2 separate regions of the Mus musculus genome follow, and region 1 is linked to region 2. The links are chromatin contacts, called in public Hi-C maps. All regions are on one chromosome and are shown on one strand. The core of a region is the stretch at or near the end of the contact, and the rest is flanking DNA. Distances in the headings are between cores, read along the strand shown.

Evidence for each region. Hi-C and Micro-C count contacts between places; a contact is called where the count stands out from the background.
Region 1: a Hi-C map of nephron progenitors shows a contact between it and region 2, with 1.9 times the contacts expected there. The contact joins two enhancer-like sites. A contact is called at or near these places in 8 of 484 Hi-C or Micro-C datasets (cardiomyocytes, cerebellum, embryonic stem cells and 2 more).

The regions. Positions count from the first base shown.
Region 1 is chr5:142,438,064-142,442,609 of GRCm38.p6, forward strand. The region is part of intron 2 of Foxk1 (forkhead box K1); the gene reads left to right. Among named protein-coding and RNA genes, the nearest start is that of Ap5z1, 24 kb to the right of the region's middle. Within about 2 kb of position 2,583, at least 384 of the 459 cell types and tissues checked have an H3K27ac peak or open chromatin away from gene starts, as enhancers often do. A contact at or near this core is called in nephron progenitors, where this site is marked.
Region 2 is chr5:142,226,333-142,231,223 of GRCm38.p6, forward strand. No RefSeq gene overlaps it. Among named protein-coding and RNA genes, the nearest start is that of Gm52792, 94 kb to the left of the region's middle. Within about 2 kb of position 3,104, at least 15 of the 459 cell types and tissues checked have an H3K27ac peak or open chromatin away from gene starts, as enhancers often do. A contact at or near this core is called in nephron progenitors, where this site is marked.

The DNA of each region.
Region 1 (4,546 bases), core at 1,333-3,832, 210 kb after region 2:
CGGATGCTCAAGCTGGCCTGGAACCGTTGGGCCTCCTACCTTGGTCAGCTGGGATCCCAGCTGGGCAGCCCCACACTTGGCTGGAGTTGGATCCTTTTAAAGTTTATACATAAGGGAGATTTTTATTCTCAGTTCTGGAGGTTCAAGGTCAGGGGATGACATCTGAAGATGTCCTTCCTCCTGGTGGAAACCAAAGATGGTTAAGAGTATCAGCAGGGATAAGTGTGAGCACACACTGCACTTGAACACACATACGTGTGTGTATATGTGTATGGGTCCCTTGGTTTGTCTTGGTGAACTTATTTTGTTTCCTACCATGTAATGTCTGTACACGGGTCCTTTGGAGTCCGTCCTCTTTCCTGACGCTGGCGACAGGTACAGCCTGGGAATCTGCAAGCCCAGAGCTGAGGTGGAGAGCCAGCCCATTGTTGTTCTGGACATGTGGACTGTGGGTTGTGTCTCCTGGGTAGGACACACCATAGCTGCTTCCCACAGCAGCCGCCCACATCTTCCAGGCTGTGAAGCCTGCAGTGATGGCAAAGGCCGCGGAAGGAAGGCGGTGGTGAGAGTTGACAGCCAGCCTGTGCTCAGCACCCGCCGCGTGTCCTTCAGCCATTGATTTCATCAGAGACTGCTTCTTCCCAGCTTCTTTTCAGTCTGGGAGCCTCCCTGTTCTTAAGACCCACATTCCAAACGCATGAGCATGTCTTCCAGGTGCTGAACTTGGACGGGGCCCCAGGCCGGTCCCCTTAGAGGTCAGGGCAGTCAGAGCAGTCGGGAGGCCCTGTGTGGGCGACTTGTTCTGATACTGTTTCTTTTGTAAGCTATATTGATGTATGTATGTATGTATGTATGTATGTATGTATGTATTTGTTGGGAGGGGCATGTGAAGGTCAGAGAACAGCCTGTGGGAGTCTTTGCTCTCCTTCCCACCAGCTCGACTGCAAGCACCTTTACCCTCAGGGCCGCCCGAGCCCCTGATTTGCTTTTTGAGACGGGGTCTCACTGCAGTGAGGCTGGTTCAGAACTCAGTTTGTTACCCAGGCTTGCCTGAAACTTGCAGTAATCTTCCTGACTCAGCCTCCCAGATGCTGGGATTGCAGGTGCAGGTGTTTGTTTATATAAAATGAATGATTCAGTCACTGAGAGACTGAGGGTTCCTCACAAAGCCCCTCCCACCAGTGGTTCTTGTCACCTATTGCTGGGGCTCCTGGCTTCCCAACAGTTAAGAAAGTTGTAGCCTTTCTGTTATTTACATGGGAAATCATGTGGCTTTGAGCAAGCACACGACACTCACATGAGAAACAGGTGGGGCAGCCCTAAAAGCATGTTCAGGGCCAGCCTGGGCTACTGAGTAGGACCAAAATGAGCCTGGGCAACAAGTGGTACCCTGTCATCCTGTAATAAGAAGAGGACCTGGATGAGTTCAGGGGTAGACACTTTAGGGGCCTGAAAGGGGCCCTAGGTTAGCCCGGCATGGCATGGTGGCACACACCTGAAATCCCAGCACTTGGGAGCTGAGGCCAGAGGGTCACATCAAGGCCAGCCGGCTACGTTATTTGTTATAGAAACACCAGGACTATATAGTGAGGCCTCATCTCCAAACAAACAAACAAACAAACAAAGGCTCTTGGTTCAATATCCAGTACTAGGTAGGGTACGTGATTGTGGGATTGAATAGTGTAGTTTTTTGTGTTGTTTGTTTGTTTTTGAGACAGGATCTCACTTTGTAACTCTGGAATTCACTACATAGGCTGGCCTCAATTATCCTGTGTGCGTCTGCCTCCCCAGAGCTGGGGCTAAAGGCACAAGCATGCCTGGCTTCAACGTTTCTCATTGACAATACAAAGAAAAAGTGGTGCGTGCTGGGAGTGGGGCTGGTTGGTGGAGCGCTGCTTGCCAAGAAAGCCTGCAAGATCCTGAGCACTGATAACAGCAGACGCAGTGGCCCATGGCAGCCCCAGCTCTGGGCAGGTGGAGGCTGGAGGATCAAAAGCCGTGTGTAATACCCCAGCTACATGAGACCCTGTCTCAAAAACAAAACAGCAGCCAGCTGGCTAAGACACTGAGTGATCATAGGTCGGGTGTAGAGTGGCTTTTGGTCAGGTGGCACAGTGGCTGTAAAGACCTCCCCCTCTCCCCGAACCCCCGCCCAGCAGTTGGTGCTTTGGTGTCCCCAGTGCTCCCTTGGAGTCCCGACTTTGTGTCTGCCACATTCCTGGTACTGCTGGGAGGGGGCAGGCCCTTGGCTCCTCCTGAGTTCCCACGGGTGCGTGGTCACTCTGTCCGCAGTCGCTGTTGACAGTGGCTTGGGACTTGCTCTGGACTCCCTGGGCCTTTAAGTGTCACAACAAAAGATCTCTGTTGACATCCGTTTATCTCCACACTGAGGAATTCCATTGAGCTTTTGTAAAGCTCAGCGGCCGGCCGCTGGAGGTTCGCCTGCCAAGACTTTCTCAGTTTGAGTTTCTGTGTAGGGGTGGAGCCCACGTGTTTACAAACACGCCCTGCCCTTCCTCTCCCAGGCAGCGGGAGCCAGGGTGGGGCAGGCTTGGGGAAAGGGTTTGACTTCCCAGCCCGCAGCAGTGGGCCCCGCCCTGCTCAGTCTGCTTGCCTAATTTGGTGAGCTTTGCTAGCGGGTCCCTATTGGCCGACCTGGGCACCGAAGGCTTGGGGACCTCCCAGCTGTGGCTCCTCCCTCCATGGAGCGGATCCCAGGGTTCGGTACCTTTGCCTCACTCCACCCCCCCCCCACCCCCCCCCCACCAGGCTGGCTTCAGTTTGTTGGGTGGCTCCTTATTTCCCAGGGCGGGTTGTTCCGCTGTGGTTTTGAGTTGTGTGTATGTTGGGTTTTTTTGGGGGGGCTGTCCCTGCCTGCAGGGCTCCGCCCAGCAGATGAATGAGCTCTTTGAAAGAAACTGCAGCTTCGGCAGTGTTTTGACCTTTCTTTCTGTGAAGAGCAAGTGATTTAGGAAAACAGGGAGCTGGTTAATCATTTGCTGAGGCTACTGAGGCTAAAGCAGGCTCCGTGGGACTACACTTCAGCAGACTGCCATAGCAGCCATGAAAGTAGCCTGTGGGTCCCAGCACCAGGCATTTACCAGGAATCCCTGCACCCAGGGCGCTGAGGCAGGAAGATTGCAGATCTGAGGCCAGCCTGTCTGGCTGAAACTGGGAACTCAGGGTTCGCTTCTGTTACAGACCCTGTCCCAAAATTAAGATGGAAAGGCTGGTGGGATGGCTCAGTGAGTAAAGGAAGGTGCTCCCTCCCGAGCCTGAAGACCTGAGCTCAGTCCCGAAGCCGCATGGTGGAGGGGAGAGCTGAGTCCCTAAAGTTGCCGTCTTCCACACCCAGGCTGTGCAGTGCCGTGCCCGCCCCCTGCATGTACACGTGTAGCAAAGGTTAGCAGTGGTGATGTGAATGAAGGGAAGTCGGCATCAGAGAACTGGCCCCCTTAGTCATGGAGCTGTAGTACAGTTCTACTTTACTGCGGGCTAGGGCTAGCTCAGTCTCCTGTGCTCTCGGAGATTTGCGTTTGGAGAGCACCCCAGTCTGCATCAGAAGTCTAGCACCCCACCGAGCCCCGCCCCTCCCCTCCCCACCCCAACCCACTCCCAGCCTTAGTTTCACTTGCTTGTGGTTTCAGTTATGCACAGTCCAAAAATACCAAGTGGAAAACTGCAGAAAATGAGCAAGTTACAAGTCTTCAATCAAGTGCAGCGCTGCATAGCTCCTCCCCTGTGTGTGACTCCCTGCCCAGTGTATCTGGTGGGTGGCTGGATTACCCAGTCTGCACTGTGGGCTGGGGATGAAGCCCCATGGTAGATCACTTAACCTGGCATGCATCAGTACTGGGAGAGGGCGGGGAGGGTCAAATTCAGGCGTGCCAAAGACCAGCAGCACAGCAAGTTCTGCCGGTAAGTTACAGGCCACGCTTTATCGTGGAGTAGGAACGTAGGAACGTAGGAAGCGATGGTGTGTGTCAGGCTCTGTGCTGTCTAGGACTTCAGGGACACCTGGAGGTCTCTGCATGCGTACCTCTGGAAAAGGAGCCTCCTGAATGCTTGTCTTCCTGGCAAACTTTGGTGCTTCCTTCAGGTTGTGTAACCTTCCTGTGATCACATTAGAACTTGAAGGCGGCATCGAATGTTCTAGGCATCTACGGACACTGAGTCTGCTGTTTCCTGTCCCTGTCTGCACCAACAGGCCTTACCTTGTTTCCTTTCCCATCTGACAACTTGGTTTCTCCCCACCAGCGGGTTTAGGGCCCTCCGTGTTCCTTTGGCCTGTCCCTGCTGTTTGTGTGTCATCCTGCACTGTCTGGGGTGCTGCAACATTGGGTTTCCAGTCGAGCTTGGTGGGGGCCATCCCAGTTCTCCTGGGATCCCAGTGGCTGCATCTGAGGTGTGTGTCCCTGTGTAGCACCACTTGGGCTCTGTCTCATCAGCCTGCAGGGAACTTTTGTATGGTCACCGTGTCTGCACTGGACAGCCCTTCCTCCCCAGATGTCGCACCGGTGAGAAGTCTTCGAAAAACATAGACCTG
Region 2 (4,891 bases), core at 1,854-4,353:
ACCAGATGCCACTGATATTTTCTTGGACTTTCAGCCTCCCAAACCATGAGCTGTGTAAGCCTCCAGACTTATAAATAGTACAACCTGTGGTGTTGAGTGATGGCCACAGAATGTGGACTAAGGAATTTCCCAAGACCTTGTGCAGCTCTGCTCTGGGTACCACACCTTATGGGACCCTCCTCAAGGGCCCTCCTCTTCTTCCCTCTGCTCAGACTCCCTGGGTTTGTGTCACTGATGAAGAGCTGGACTTTGTGAATGTCACCTAGTCCCTTGGGAGGCATGATAAGTCAGTGGTGACTTCCAGGCCCTGGTGAATCTCCTCTATCAGAATCATCCACGTTCCACCTGGAGTCATCCCAGAAGACTCATGCTGCTCCAAGCCTCTTAGAAAGGCACTGATAGCATCACAGGGGCCCCATACTCACTATCAAACTAATCAAACTAATTTCCACTTTCAAACAGCATGAACAAATACAATTGGGGATTGTCTCTATCACATGAATGTTTCACCCTGAGCCAGATACAGTTCTAGGGAGGGTTGGCCATGTGGACCTGGCCATCCCTGGAAAGGACTAAGTCAATATGAGACATCTATAGGTATAGGAACAGACTGTGCCAAAAAGGAGAGGCTGAACCATCACTGAGGATGGTCCTCTAGAAGCCATATCCCCTACCCCACCATGCTGTGGGGTATTGGATCACACTATGAACCCTGAGATTGTGCTATTTACTAGAAAAACCTGTTTCTAGCTGTAGTGTGACTCAGCTGCAACACACACCTTTAATCCAAGAGCTTTCTGTTTAATGTAAACAGGATTAAGTAAAGTCAACCATAGATCAAGGCGTGGAGGAAGCAGCCAGGTGACAGGGAGTGAGTGAACACAGGGGGAAGCCATAGAGAGGAAGGGGAAGTCAGGAGGAGGGAAGAGGAAGTAGAAATGAAGGACACTCAGTTTGAGGGGTTTGAGAGAAGGTATGGAGGAGGAGAACTTCCTTTGGGGATGCTGGCTCTGGCAGATGGTTAGCCGGATGCTTCCTCCAACTCTGAGCTTTTACCCAAGAATCTGGCTCCCAAGTCCTTATTGGCAAAATAGAACATTTGAGAATTTTTTTTAAAAAACACCACCACCATTGTCACAGAGCTGGAGAGGCTGGTGAACACAAGATCATAACATCCAAGATATGGGACACTTCAGCCCAACTTGGCTCAAGCTCTGTTCCGTTGCGGCGATAATTGTTTCAATGGCTCTGGGACCACAGAAGTGCCTTCAGACATCTCCAGGCAATGTGTAGAACGCACCCCTAATGCACCCCATTGGTTATATCCTCCATCTAGGTGTGTGTGAAGACCATAGAGATCAGTAGGCAGCCATCTGTGTTAGGTTTTTCCATTCTTTGACAACAACCAGAGAGAACAAGTTCAGGGGAGGAAAGATTCGCTGTGGCTCATGGCACTGGGGCTTTCAATCCACGCTGACTTGATTTCCCTGACTTCTGGGGCTGTGTGTGATCACGCATAGCATCATGATGAGGGCATGTGGTGAAACTAAATGGCTGCTCACATGGTGGACTGGAGGCAGAGAGTGAAGAGAGCAGGTCAGAGCAAGACAATGCACTCAAGGGTAAACCTTCATTGACCTGTGTCTTCCAGCTAGGCTCAGCCTCCTAAACTTTCTAAAATAGCTCCATAGGCTAACCCCAAGTATTCACCACATGAGCCCATGGAGGGCATTTCGTATTCAACCCATACCTCCCCCAAAGGAGAGTCTGGTGATAGCCCTAGCTATGGGCTTCACTGTGATTCTGAGTTCCGGTCTGAGTTTCTGAGCTTCAGTTCTAACCTGAAAGACCAGGGTGAGCGTGGACACTCTAGTCTCTAGTTGATGTTATGGAACATTTCTTAAGATTATAAATATAAAGGAGTGTCTGGGTGTTTAATGCATACTTGGATGAGTTCTAAGCAATGTATCTGTCAGTAAACACCATGCCAGCCAAGATAAGCACTGTTCTCACTACCCACAACTCCACTGTGTTCCTGCCCAGCCCATTTCCAACTTACCAGAGACCATGGCTCCTGCTCCTATGGCTAGAGATTCACCTTACTGATGGTTAAGCTTCATAGAATGCCATCCTTCTCCATGGGTATACTGTGTCTCTATTCAATTGTATTGCTAAGGATTCTATGGGCATACTGCAATTTGATATGTACACTGGATGGATATTCTACAGCCCTAGGATCCCACCCAGATATACCATAGTCCAAGGAGCCATTTGTATAGAGTTGTATATAATTCAAGAACCCCATGGCATGAACATACCACAGTTTGACAATCCTACTATATGGATGTACCATAGTCCAAGAACACTGCTGAATGGGCATACCATGCACTGAGCAGCCTTGCAAAGCCATACCATATCCTGCCTGCCCATTCTTCTCTTGACAGACTCTTAGGTTGTCTCTAATGGGGGCTAAAATCAATAGTAGCACCATGCCCATTGGTCTGTAAGTCTCTTGTGGATCAACATCTTCATTTCCTTGGTAACTATCTAAAGATAGAAGAGCTAAAAGGATGTTTAAAAGGTTCATAGCAGTGTGGTCTTCCCACCAACACCAGACAGGATCCTCCCACTCTTCATTGACACCATTGTTAATAAATAAATAACCAGAATGTTTGCGCAGCTGCCGGTCAAGAGCATCCAACCCTTTCTCTTCGGCCAATGAGTTTTATAACCTCCATTCACGCCCTGTGCTCTCAATTTAATTAACTGCACTGAGGAACGTGACACCAGGACCAGCTTCTAGCAGCTGTAACACTGATGAGTTTATGGCCAGATATTAAAACCAAAGCTATGGGGAGACTGGCTTGGAGCCAGGCAAATCAGCAGCAAGAAGGGTAAAGATGTGTTGAAAATAAAATTTAATTTTCCAGCTGTGGTGATGAGCAAGCCGGATTCTGGCTTCACTGTGGGGTCGAAGCCTAACAAATGAGGCGGGCCCCGAGGATGGCTTCAGAAGCCCCAGCAAGCAGCGGACCGAGGAAGATTGAGCAGTCACAAGGGCACACTCCACAGAGGATCAGAGTCTGTGTCCTCTTTTGCATAATTCCTCGTGGTCACAATCAAGGGACTCACCTGGAACCCATTTAACTAAATCGTTTTTTCCATTAGGTCAGGCACAGTAGGCATTAAAAATTCTGCATTCATCCTCCAGAAAGAATGCCGCAGCCTTGCCAGGGCCAGCGGGAGGCCCAGCCCCTCCCTGCAGGAACCAACATGGCCCACTCCAGCCTGGTTCCTGGGCCCAGAAAGCAGCCCACCCCAACACGCCCTTCCCCAGAAGGGCCCACATCCTATGTCTTAGCTCCCTTGCTCACTCCAACCCTTCTTCCCTCCTAGCCTGCTGAAGTGTCACGTTTCTCAGAGGCTCTATGGATTCGTGAGTGCTTGGTGGCAGCCATTTTGAATCACATCTGCCATGATTGGCCTGAGTAACCCCGGCCAGTTTCCCAAGCATGGTTTCTATATTAGTTACTTTTCTGCCGCTGTGATAAAAACCGCCCTGATGAAAAACAGCTTGGGAACGAAAGGGGTCATTTGGCTTACACTCCAGGGTCATAGCAACCCAGGAAAGGCTCTGAAGCAGAACCGCAGAGGGATGCGGCTTCCTGGCTCATGCTCAGCTAGCTTTTTACCCAGCTCAGGCCCGACTGCCTAGTGATGGTGCTGCCCACAGTGGGCTGAGTCCTTCCACATCAATCATCACTCAAAACAAGTTCTTACAGGCGTGGTTACAGGCTAACCCAATGAAGGCAGTTCTTCAGCTGAGGGTCCCTCTTGCCTGGTGACTCTAGACTGGGTCAAGTTGACCAGGACAGCTTCCCAGCACACAATAAAGTAGACCACACTGTGAGAATCAGATGTAGGATTTTATATAGGGACCTGAGGTGAGCATTACTTCACCCCCGAAACCCCCACTGTCACGCTCTGCCTGTCATAGGACCCAATGCCATGGAATCATGTGACCATGGTCACTGCAAAACTATGAATCAAAACTAGGGCTGAGAAGATGCCCAGTGAGTAAAGTTAGGGTTCCATTACTATGAAGAGACACCATGACCTCTGCAACTCTGATAAAGGCAAAGGGTTTCTCTGTGTATCCCTGGCTGTCCTGGAACTCACTCTGTAGACCAGGCTGACCTCGAACTCAGAAATCCGCCTGCCTCTGCCTCCCAAGTGCTGGGATTAAAGGCATGCGCCACTACGCCCGGCTAAAAGCAAACATTTAACTGGGCCTGGCTTACAGTTTCAGAGGTTTAGTCCATTATCATCAAGGTGGGAGCATGGCAGCATCCAGGCAGTCAGGGTGCTAGAGGAGCTGAGAGTTCTACATCTTCATCCATAGTAAGCCTGGAGCAGGCTCCTACATGGCTTAGGAGAAGGGTCTCAAAAGCCCACCCCCACAGTGACACACTTCCTCTAACAAGGCCACACCTCCTCATAGTGCCACTCCCCGGGCCAAGCATATTCAAACCACCACAATGACCAAAAGCAACGTGGGGAGGAAAGGGTTTATTTCAGCTTTCAGTTTGTAGTCCATCATCCAGGAAGTCAGAGCAGGAACCTGGTGGCTGGCGGGAGCTGATGCAGATGCCATGGAGGAGTGTCCTTTACTGACTTACTCCCCATGGCTTGCTCAGCTTGCTGTCCCCAGCCCAGGGGTGACACCACCCACAAAAGGGCCTTTCCACATATATGCACATACACACATGATTTTAACTGAGTCTCCTACACCAGGGCTGACACTCCTCCTGGAAGCTCTGGTTTGTTAAATAAAAGGCCCAGAGCCTATACGCAACACCTCCTCTTGAGTTGTTAAGACAGGGCATGTCCC